2 separate regions of the Sus scrofa genome follow, and region 2 is linked to region 1. A link is a contact called in public Hi-C data. All regions are on one chromosome and are shown on one strand. Each heading gives the region's core, a stretch centred on a gene start, on an enhancer-like site or on the middle of the called end of the contact. The rest is flanking DNA. Distances are from core to core; before and after follow the strand shown. Region 1 holds the start of TPX2 (targeting protein for Xklp2). Region 2 overlaps TPX2 (targeting protein for Xklp2).

Region 1 (5,647 bases), core at 2,185-4,684:
TGCAGGGACCTGGAGGTTGGGTGATGTGTCTGCTGAAAATGGGCAGCCTAGGCAGAAACTGTCCTCTCTTCTTCTCTGTCCAGCTGTCCCTTCCTCCTCTTCTTGCCATCCACCTTTAGGGGCCTGGTGAGCAAATGGCTTTGCATTTATCACCTCCAAATATATAATTAATTTATCTATTTACCTTGTTTAGTGTCCACTAGAATGTCTGCTCCCTGAGGACAGAAATTTTGTCTGTCTTTTCACTGCTGAATCCCCACTTTGCATAGCAACTGGCACATAGTAGGCGCTCAGTAAATGCAGTGACTGTGCCTCTGTATCTCTGTGGGAAAGATGCTAAGTGTGTCTCTTGGAACTAAACTTAGAAACAAAAGTCCTAGGTTGTAGGGAGCACATGCTTTTTTTTTTTTTTTTTTTTTTTTTGTCTTTTTGCTATTTCTTTGGGCCACTCCCGCGGCATATGGAGGCTCCCCAGGCTAGGGGTCGAATCGGAGCTGTAGCCACCGGCCTACACCACAGCCACAGCAACGCGGGACTCGAGCCGCTTCTGCAACCTACACCACAGCTCACGGCAACGCTTGATTGTTAACCCACTGAGCAAGGGCAGGGACCGAACCCGCAACCTCATGGTTCCTAGTCGGATTCGCTAACCACTGCGCCACGACGGGAACTCCCTATTGTTGTTTGTTTTTCATTTGTCAAACAGAATCTTAAAATTTGGTCTGATCAGTCTTTTCCTTTATGACTTAGTTTTTCCCTTGTGTCTGTCTTAAAAATTTCCAACCCAATGTCGTAAATATATTTTTTTAAAAACTTTAAAACTTAATTTTTAAATTATCTTTAGGGTTTTAATTCATCTGAAATTTGTTTTTGTAAATGGTATTGAATAAAAATTTAACATAATATTTTGCCCAAATGAAAAAAATATCCCAACTCCATTATCTGTTTGTCTCCATATGATTTGAAATTCTACTCAACATTTACTAAATTCTGATATACATGGGTCTATTTCTGGATGCTTAAATTCTTCTACTGATTTTTTTTTTGTTAAATTTTTTTCTATGGCAATACCCTGCCTAAAAAAGAACTGTGGAAAATTTCAAACAAATATATGTATGTGTATGTCTATATGTATCATGAACCTGTTGCTTGTGTGTTTTGTTGTTGTTGTTTTTGTTTTTGCTTTTTTTATAGTTGCACCTATAGCATATGGAAGTTCCCAGGTTAGGGGTGGAATCCGACCTGCAGCTGCCAGCCTATGCCATAGTCTCAGCAATGCAGGACCTGAGCCAAGTTGTGACCTACACCACAGCCCACAGCAATGCTGGATCCTTAACCCATTGAGCAAGGCCACAGATTGAACCTGGATCCTCATGGATACTATGTCATATTTGCAACCCACTGAGCCACAACAGGAACTTGCTGTCACTCAGTTTTAATAATTATTAATTTGTGGCTAATCTTGTCTCATCTATACTCCCATCTACTTTCCTTCCAGCATACTCCAGATAATTTTGAAGCACATTCCAGACACACTTCATCCTCATCATTTCTATATGTGTCTCTAAAAAATAAGGAGTGTTAAAAAATAAAAGCACCCCCCCCACTCTTGCAGGGGTTTTAAAATTTTTTGTTTTCCTTGGAACTCCCTCCTTCCCTTTCTTTCTTTTTCTGTTTCTATTTTTTTTGGTCCCACCTGTGTCATTTGGAAGTTCCAGGGCCAGGGATCAAACTCTCACCACAGCAGTAACCAGCACCTCAGCAGTGATAACTTGGGATATATGGCTGAGCCAGCAGGGAACTCCTGATGTTTATGTCTTGAAGAAACTAGATCTTTTTTTCCTGTCAAATTTTCCCATCTGGATTTTGCTGATTGAATCCCCGTGGAGTCAATTAATAAGACTTTTTTTTTTTTTTTTTCCAGCACCAATGGCACATGGAAGTTCCCAGGCCAGGGATTGAACCCAAACCTCAGCTATGATTTGCCATAGCTGCAGCAATGCTGGATCCTTAACCCACTGGGCTGGGCTGGGGGGCTTGTAATGGAGTCCCCACACCCCAGAGACAAGCAGGATCTTTAACCTGCTGTGCCACTGTGGGAACAGCAATACTTTAAAAATTACTATAATCTCATATATTAATATTTATGAGATCTGGTATGGCAATTTCTATTATGTTTTCAAAATTCAGATGCTCTTTCTCTTCCACATGAATTTTAGAATCAACTTGGCAAATTCCATGACAAAACCTATCAGGATTTTCATTGGAATTGCCTTGAACTTTTTTGGGGGTCGGGGGGTGTGCCCAGGGCATGAGGAAATTCCCAGGCCAGGGATCCACCCCAGACACAGCAATGAGAACGTGGAATCCTTAACCACTAGGCCACCAAGAAACTTTGTGCCTTGAACTTTTAACATGGAAAATTTACAGTATTATATATATCCCCATCTATTAATAAGGTATATACCCTTATTTAATTATTTTTATAGTTACTCAACGAAGTTTTCCCTTTAGAAAAATCTACTGTGAAGATCTTAGGTATATTTTTCAAAACTTTGTAGCCTTTCTTGTTATATGTGTTTATTTTGGCCTCCCACGCGGCAAATGGAGTTGCCTGGCCAGGAATAAGATCCTAGCCAAAGCAGCACTTGCGGCAAAATCACAATTCCTGACCCTGAACCCACTGTGCCCAACCGGGGATCCAATATCAGTCCCAGCGCTCTCAAGAGACCAATGATCCCACTGCACTACAGAGGAAACTGCTTTTGTTATTACGAACGTTCATCTTCTTGTTCTGTCCTTGCTATTATCCTCTAATTGACTACTGATGATGTATAGGACCAGACATTCTTAATTCAAATCCCATCTCCTCCACTTAAAAAATATGACTTTTGATGTTTATTCAACTTCTCTGGGCCTTTGTTTTCTCTTCTACAATACGACAGTAAAAAAGCTAAGGATGTAGATGGAATTAAAAGGGGAGGACCAAGCACCGCCAAATCACCGCTTTAGCCAGTAATATCAGGGCGTGGACTGGATAAAGAGTTCGAGAGACTCCACACTTGGCAGAGACTCCGGGGGCGAGTCTATATTGCATGCAGAGGACTCGATGTTAAAACGAAGTGAATTCTCGTGAATATTCAAAGCACTATGCATAACTACAGGGAGAATAATAAAAAAAAATGAGAAATTCTCTTCCGTGAATGTTTTGGGGAGGTCCAGGACGCACGCCGTTCTGTTACCTAAATTCGACCTCCACCTCTTCAGTTGGTAGTACCATCTTTCCCAAAGAGTTTGGAGCGAAGCATTCTGGGCTTTGTAGTAATTTCTTCTTTGGAATTATCCCTACCGACTCAGGCTCTTGTACTACATTTCCCAGAAGCCTCTGGGGCCGGTTGTTTGCTCGTCCCTCAGGCTGACTTCCGGCGCCGCTGAGATCTCTCGGGCCAATCGGGAGGCTGGGCTAGCCGGATCCTGGCTCTCTGATTGGTGCGTTTGACTGGAGAGTCTGGGTTCAAATTTTCAACGGTACTGAATGAATCCCGCGGCGGGTTTTCTGGGCGGTCGGTTGTCAGCGCCGAGGTGAGGTGAGCCGTGGGGAGAAAAGGGGAGCACCCAGGGCTCAGGGCAGGCTTCTCCCTGATTTCGAGCTTCTGGAGGTCGCCTCCCAGCGCTGCCTTGAGGGCCTGGCTTCTGGGAAAGTGTGCTGCAGGGGCGCCGTTCTGTCCTGCGTAGCGGGAGCCGGGCTTCCGGCCACCCTTCTCTTGGTAATAGGATTTCCCCGTGAAGTCCGTCCGGATCGGGTCTAGCGAGCTGTGTCTTCAGGTAGAGGCAGAGGCCGGCTTGGGAAATAGGTGGAAGGAGGAGTTGGGGGAGACTATGGGCTAAGGATAACGGTAACGACAATTATATTACCCAGCACACATGAAACAGGCGTTTATTGGACTAAGCACTGTTTTCTCATTTAATTTTCACCCAAAGCCGGTGAAGTTAGTGCTATTCTTATCCTTCTTTTATAGGGAGTAAACTGAGGCCTGTAATCTAGAAACATTTTGAGAAAAGGGTGATAAACTGTAGCCCCGCCCTCAAGAAGGCATTTAGCGGAGGAAAACAGCCACAGACAACTGCATTTCAGAACAACTGTGTAAGTTGGAAAGGTAAATGAGGTGGTGTGAGAACATAATTGAGGGCAAGTTTAATTCCACTTGGAGTTGTCTTTCTGTTGGGGGATTTAAAATTCATTGTTTTATCCCTGTCTGCCCAGCCCTTCCTCTTTGTGTGGAACCACTAGTTACTATTGCCTTTCTAATTTCCTATCCTAAAACATGTAGAGATTGAAGAGGGAAGGAAAAGTGAACCAGGCTATAATATTGTGGGATTGTTTTTTTTCTCCTGTTCTCTTTTTTTCCTTTTGTTCGCCCCCGGCAGCATATGTGCCACAGTTGGAACCCTTCCCTGGTTTCTAGATACATGGTTTCTTTTCTCACGACTTTCTAATATTCAAGTACCAAGCATTTCCTGCCAATCAGTCCTGCTTGGGACAAGACAGCATCTGAGTGCTCTACTGATTTCGCTTTATTTATTTATTTATTTTTTAAACTTATTATTATTTTGTCTTTTTAGGGCCAAACGAGGGGCATATGGAAGTTCCCAGGCTAGGGGGTCAAATAGGAGCTGTAAGCTCCTGGCCTATGCCGCAGTTCATGGCAATGCTGTATCCTTACTCACTGAGCAAGGCCAGGAATCAAACCCATACCCTCATGGATACTACTTGGGTTTGTTACTCCTGGGCCATAACAGGAACTCTCTGATTTTGCTTTAAGATCATTGCTTGGATTTCTCCCTGGTTCAGCCTTACCTTATCTTGCCATCCTATGGCCTGTCTTTGAATTTGTCTCACTCATCAGATGTCAACATTTGAACTATTTTCTGTGTTACTAAGGATATTTTTATGTTGTGATCTCAGTATATCACACCCCCTGTCCTGCTATCCCTAAATCAAACTTGGTTGTTTTGGAGTCATACTGTGAGTGTGTCTGTTCAGCATTAAGTTGTCACTCTTGGTTTCAAAATTATTGTGGTTCCCAGCTCACTCAGGTAATTAATTGACCTTTGAGGGTTGTACTCTGTGCTCAGATTGGTACTAGATGCTGTGCATATACAGATATGAGGTTTCTGCTATGCTTCAGGACAAAAGTCTGAATCAAATTGACAAGTGACAATTAGCACAAAACAGCATCTGAGTGCTCTGTTGTTTTGTACTGTAAGTGCCCTGGCAATTTAGAGGTGAGGGAGATCAAGGAGTCTTAAAAGGGACAAGGGTGAGCGTTCCCCGTTAGCTCAGTCTTAACCAGCATTGTCACTGCTGTGGCTCAGGTTCAATCCCTGGTCCAGGATCTTGTGCATGTCTCAGGCACAGCTAAGAAAAGACACACACAAAAAACAAAAAGCAACCCAAAAAACACCCCAAAACAGGCAGGAGTGGCTTTGGGAAGCAGGTAGGACACAAACTACTCTTGATAAAGTGAATTTAGTTAGAACTGAACTAGAACCATCTTGGTGCATGAAAATCTCTCATTCAATATCTGTTGAATTAGAAAGGCAAGAAGGCTTTATTTAAATTGACTACACAATTTCATATATGTGA
Region 2 (5,988 bases), core at 2,261-4,760, 57 kb after region 1:
CCTTTAATATGGGTCTTAACTCTGACTAGAATTTAAAGCCCTTGCATTAGTACAGTGTAATTTCTATTGCCCTTGCCCCTCCCCCCTTTCCTATTTTAATCAGAAAATAAAGATAGTTAAATACTGAGATAGGATTTATTAAGTCATGGATTAAATGAAGAGCCATCAGTAGTATGTCAGATTCTTTCCTCTTGTCTGTGCAAGATGATTTTAGAGCTAAAGAGCCCTTCTTTATGAGGGAGGAATCCTCGTAAACTGCCAGATGAGGCAGACTTACTGGAGGAACCTCACGGCGGCCATCGGTGGCTTCAGGCAGAGCCGCTGTGCAGGCTTGTTCTTCTCTTATTGGTGCTGATGATAACAGGGAATGCTGAGCAGTGCACTTTGAAGTCCTCCAGTGACCTGGACTGGAATAAATAGGTTTGTCTTCCCTCCCTGATTTTGTTATTTGATGTTTTAAATCTGTCAAGCCCCTCTGGAGGTCACATCTTATTGGGGAAGTGAGTACTTTGAAAGGAGCTAGGGGCTTTTTTTTTTTTTTTTTTTGTCTTTTTGCTATTTCTTTGGGCCGCTCCCGCGGCACATGGAGGTTCCCAGGCTAGGGGTCGAATCGGAGCTGTAGCCACCGGCCTACACCTGAGCCACAGCAATGCGGGATCCGAGCCGCGTCTGCAACCTATACCACAGCTCACGGCAACGCCGGATCGTTAACCCACTGAGTAAGGGCAGGGACCGAACCCGCAACCTCATGGTTCCTAGTCAGATTCGCCAACCACTGCGCCACGACGGGAACTCCGGAGCTAGGGACTTTTAAAAGCATAGCCTCTATCCTTAAAGGAAAGTGCTTTGTGACTTTTTTTTTGGGTCTTATGTCAGAATATCCTTCCCTATGTTGTTAACTCCCTCCTAGGAACCACTCTGGAGGTCTGTTATGCCTTCAAAGTGTGTTTTTTTCTCATCTGGTAAACTCTTCCATATAAGACTCAGCTCTGGGAGTTCTCTTGTGACGAAACAGGTTAAGGATCCAGCACTGTCACTGCAGTGGTTTGGGTTGCTGCCATGGTGCAGGTTCAGTCCCCGTCCTAGGAACATTCACATGCCGCAGGTGTGGCCAAAAACAAAAAAAATAAGCTTTGGTATCATCTTTTTCATAAATCTTTCCTTGACCATTTGACCTCATCAGGTAAGGATGATAATTTCCTACTTTTTTCCTGGTTACCTCTTGCTTTGGTTTTTCTACTTCTCCATCTCTTGATCCCCTCTCTGTGTCTGTCCTTTTCTCCCGCCCATGTATCAGCAGTTCTCTAACTAATTGACTCTTACTCATATATTACCACCTGGGACCATTTTTTCATATAGTTTGTCCATTTTTAGTTTTGGTGGTTTCAAGCAGAAGAATAAATCTGGCCCTCAAGTTGGGGCTTTTAGAAGAGTGGTACTGAGAATTATGGACCTATGGAGTCCGTCCACTCCATTTGCTCCATTCTGGATTACTGCCTAAAGACACACCCACGTCAGGGTGGTAACGCGTGGTGGTCTCTGAGAGGCAAGAGAGAGTGTGTTACTTTAGACCAAATAGCTTTTAAAATGGAGATGCAGACATCCATTGTCTCTTACTTCCCAGAATGTCTCTCAGTTTCCCAGTGGCTGTCTACCTCTCAGTACAACCTGTCTAGTCAGTTCTTTCTTTCTACACCACTTCACATGACCTTCATTTTTCTAGTACAGCCTCCCATTTCTCCTGAAACTCAATCTTTGCTTTTCTTTTGCAGAGAAATTCAAGTTCTTTATCCCTTCAGGCCTTGTCCAGGAGGGAGCTTCTCTTTCAATTGTCAGAGGCTACCCCAGAATTTTCCTAAACAAAGAACATGCCCTCCAATAGGAATTTACTGAGTTCTGAGAAATCGGGCTGCCACACTTTGTTTGGCAAGTTGCAGAGCTCCTAGCACCTGCAGACATGCAGATTGTTGGAATTTCTGCAATACCTGAGAAGGACTGTGTTTTTAGTGTTGGGTTGTTTTTGTTTTTGTTTTTTTGCTTTTTAGAGCCACACCCACGACATATGGAGGTTCCCAGGCTAGGGGTCAAATTGGAGCTGTAGCCGCCAGCCTACGCCAGAGCCACAGCAACACCAGATCCGAGCCGCGTCTGCGACCTACACCACAGCTCACAGCAACACCAGGTCCTCAACCCACTGATCGAGGCCAGGGATCGAACCTGCAACCTCATGGTTCCTAGTCGGATTCGTTTCTGCTGCGCCACAACGGGAACGCCTTGGTGTTTTAACTTGTTATAGTTTCCCATTACTAATAGTCTTGTGCTGATTAATTAATACAAGGTCATCGTTCACTTTTACTTTGATCATTTTGTTCTTATGTAATTGCTTTGTTGCCATCTTGACTGCTGTTTTATTCCTTACCAGTTCTTTTCCATAGAATTTTGTCCTTAGAAAGTAGAGCTTGAGTAGTAGACAGGCTGCAGTGGCAGTTGCTCCAGCATTGAATAGAGGTAAGTCTAGACTTACACAATTGTAACACGAGATACGATGTAATTGAGTAATGTGAGACAGACAGATAAAACGCTTCAGGAGTTTAGAGATTCTTGGAGGTGAGATTGCAGTTCCTTTGGGGCGGGGGACATGCTTGCAGCATGCAGAAGTTCCTAGGCCAGGGATTGAACCTATGCCACAGCAGCAACAACACTAAGCTACCAGGGAACTCCGTTTCTGCAACCTACACCACAGTTCACGGCAATGCCGGATCCTCGGCCCACTGAGCAAGGCCAGGGATCGAACCAGCAACCTCGTGGTTCCCAGTTGGATTTGTTAACCACTGCGCCACGATGGGAACTCCAGCGTTTTCCTTTTTTTTATAGCAATGAGATTGTAGTATTATGCATTTCCTTTAATGTTAATTTGTTCTGTAAGTGTCGCACTTCATTCAAAATTCAAAAGCTACAAGTTCAGTTCCCACCCCAGATAGTGCTGCCAAGTATGTTCCCTTGCAGAGATGACTTCACCTGCTCCCTTTTGTTTTTCCATAAATAATGTCATAATTTATACTCTGTTCCTTGCTCTTTCATATGTTCTGCATTGAATGATGTGGTTCAGGTGCTACCTCAGGTGTGTACTAGCTTTCTGCCTGGCTGAAGTATGAAGCTTCTTATGAGAATCTAGTGACCTGAAGGCAGATGTCCAGTAGTGATGTCCAGTTCCTCTGTGTGATGTCCTGGGCTAATGACCTGAGGTCCCAAGGGCTTGAGGGCAGCTTGGCAATACCCAGTCTTTTAGCTCCCCCTGGCTTAGCTGAGCCTTGGGGGCTTATTGGCTTGAGTATCCGGTCGGACCTGTATATCCCCTTCGGTAGCTCTTGACATGCTTCCTTTTCAGTTCCTTTCTGAATCTTGACTGCTGGAGAAGTTCCTCATTGCTGAGAGTAGCAGTTAAAAAAGCTGTCAGCCACGTGGCCGGGCTCCTATTTCTGCACAGCCAGGCTGAGTTATAGCTTGGTGGTGTGGATCCAGGTAGGAGTCGGTCAACATTCTGAATCCTGAGCTGCCATCTGCCTTGCAGCCTGCTGGGATGCTCAGTTTAGACAACATATAAAGTTTCCTGGGTATGGGACAAACCCAGGCCTATGGAAAGAGCAGGAAGGTTAAAGTGTGCAGTACTTTGAGCAGTGACGAAGGCGTAACCACGGAGCTGACATGTTTGCTCCAATGCCAAGAATTCCAGGACAATTTGTTATCCAGCTAAAGCCAGTGTAGTTGCTATAAAAAAGAAGCCTGGGGACAAACACTTTTTCCTTGTTTTTTGTATTCCTGCATACCCACTCTACTTTCTGTAGCAAAGGTTACGGATGTCAAAACCAGAAATACCTCATCGTATTTGCACTTCTCTTTCTTGCAAGAGAATAAGAGGCTGGGCTCACGTCAAAGCATGACTCTTAAGCACTGAAGGTTATCAGCAGCTTCCTGAAAGGGCTTGACAAATGCTGACATTTTACTCCGAGAAACTATTGTTGCAGGGGCTTAGGAAAATACTAGGTTTTGTCAAGAATTATTTCACCAGACTGCCTAGCCCTAAAGCATCAATTGCCTTCTCTTCTTTTCTTAAAATTTTATGACACAGAAAGGAAATAAAAACTTGGCCTGTCTGATCTGCCTAAACCCATGTCGTTTGAGACTGGTATCCCAGAACCTCACAGGCAGGTGTATGAATGGGCTAAAAATTGTTGCCTACCTTATTTTGGTACCAGTGATATTCTCAGGACTCCTTTCAGGAGCAAGGGTGGGAGATGTAGTTTTCAGTGGGTCAAATACTAAACAATGAGTAGTTGTAAAATACAATAGGAAAAGCAGTTTGGGGCAGCATTGTTACGCTTAGTGGCGAGGAGCGATGAAAAGTCAGTGGCCTTACGCTGACATACTCCCTAAAACTTTAGTGTGTTTTTCTACAGTGTAGAGTTTTTCTGACATACAAAGTATTCCTTTTTTTCATTTTGCATAGTATTAATGCAAATATTTTTCCCGTATTGTTGCATACTCTGAAAATACCAATTCTAACAGCAGCATATTGTTCCTGTGTTCTGAGTTTGCTTCTCCCCATTGAAAAGGTTTGTTTCGCAAAAGATTTTTCTAGGCTATTTATAGGACAGATTTCTTTGTCCCCCTAATGTATTATGTCTGTCTCTAAACTTTAAATGGCTGTTTCAAACCACTTAGTCAATCTTTGTAATTCAATTAAATTATTAAAATGTAAGTCCCTCCCAAAAGCATAGTCAATGACGACATTCTGGCATACACACTTGCACACTGGAAAGCTCTCTTTGGCCGACCTGATGTCAGTGTAACTGGCACTGGTGCCCAGCAGAAGAGTTCACCGGCATTTAGCAAAGCCTTTCTGGAGAGAATTCTAGGTATGTCGTTTTAAAGTCTTGGAATTCTACATCTTAAGACAGACGTACACGGGGGGTGGCTGTCTCAGAGCCTGGAGATCAGATTTGAAAGGAAACGCCCTTTGTCTTTCTTAACTCTAGCTGGGCTGCGGTGTGTCTTGGGAAGAGTAGAGGCAGGGAATATAATCCACCTCCTGGCACTGGCACACCGGCTGACCTTTAACAAGGCACTCCCTTTTTCTGGACCTCAGTTTCCATATCGTCAAAGAGGTGACTGAATGAGAAAAATAAATAAGGCTCTTTCAGCTGGAATGTTTTCAGCTTTTTTCCCCCGACAATTTGTTCTAACCACATTCGTCCTAACCACATTCGTCCTAGTTTGACATTTATATTTTTCTATAGTCAGCTGCTCCGTCACTGCAAGAGGGCACCCCTAGCAGGCTAGATTTCTATTTCAACTTAAATGAAGTTATGCTGGAGACCAGAGTGCTAGCTCTTGAGGACTTTCCAAGGGTTGTTCTGGAAGAGGAAATCTAGCCCACATCACTCCAGGGGACTAATCCCTGAATAATGTCCTCTGACACACACACATATTTTCTGATGTTTCTCTTGACCTTGGAACCAGTTAAAGACTGTACAGAATGCTCAATGAATTCTGACAGACTCCAGCAAGGAAGTCCCTCCCATCCTTGGCTTTTCCACGATGTGAGGTTGCTAATAGCGGGTTCTTCAGCTGCTAGAGGCAGTTTAAGGACGTCTCCCCTCGTCTTACTGCTCTTCTGTTTCTCTCCGCTGCAACTCAGTTTTTGTGATGTTTATGGTCAAAGGGACTTAGACTCTTTTTGTTCTGAAGGTGCACAAAAATTAGTGGCTTGAACCCTAGATTGGGAGAGTGGCTTCTGGTTTTATGTCCTTGCACATGTCACATTTTCTGGGTCTCAGTGTCTTCCTGGTAGAAATTAAAACAATGTTTCTGGAAAGGACCATTCCTCCAGTTCCATGGATGAGAATTTGCTCCTAGCTTTAACATGGCCCCAGAGCACTCTGGGAGCACAATGGGCACTTATTCATCCCTATTGGACAGTGTGACTCA

What was found. Hi-C and Micro-C count contacts between places; a contact is called where the count stands out from the background.
Region 2: a contact with region 1 is called in a Hi-C map of skeletal muscle, with 2.4 times the contacts expected there. The contact joins the enhancer-like site here to the promoter of TPX2 in region 1. A contact is called at or near these places in 1 of 5 promoter capture datasets (fetal liver), 11 of 47 Hi-C or Micro-C datasets (embryonic fibroblasts, epiblast stem cells, fetal skeletal muscle and 5 more) and 1 of 2 datasets of contacts at active chromatin or transcription factors (skeletal muscle).

Annotation. Positions count from the first base shown.
Region 1 is chr17:35,427,837-35,433,483 of Sscrofa11.1, forward strand. It overlaps TPX2 (targeting protein for Xklp2), which reads left to right and starts at 3,435. Exons shown (of 19, transcript XM_021078098.1): 1 at 3,435-3,587; 2 at 4,020-4,157.
Region 2 is chr17:35,484,636-35,490,623 of Sscrofa11.1, forward strand. TPX2 (targeting protein for Xklp2) reads left to right here. Exons shown (of 19, transcript XM_021078098.1): 19 at 1-179. Among named protein-coding and RNA genes, the nearest start is that of MYLK2, 12 kb to the right of the region's middle. Within about 2 kb of position 3,511, at least 16 of the 83 cell types and tissues checked have an H3K27ac peak or open chromatin away from gene starts, as enhancers often do. A contact at or near this core is called in liver and skeletal muscle, where this site is marked.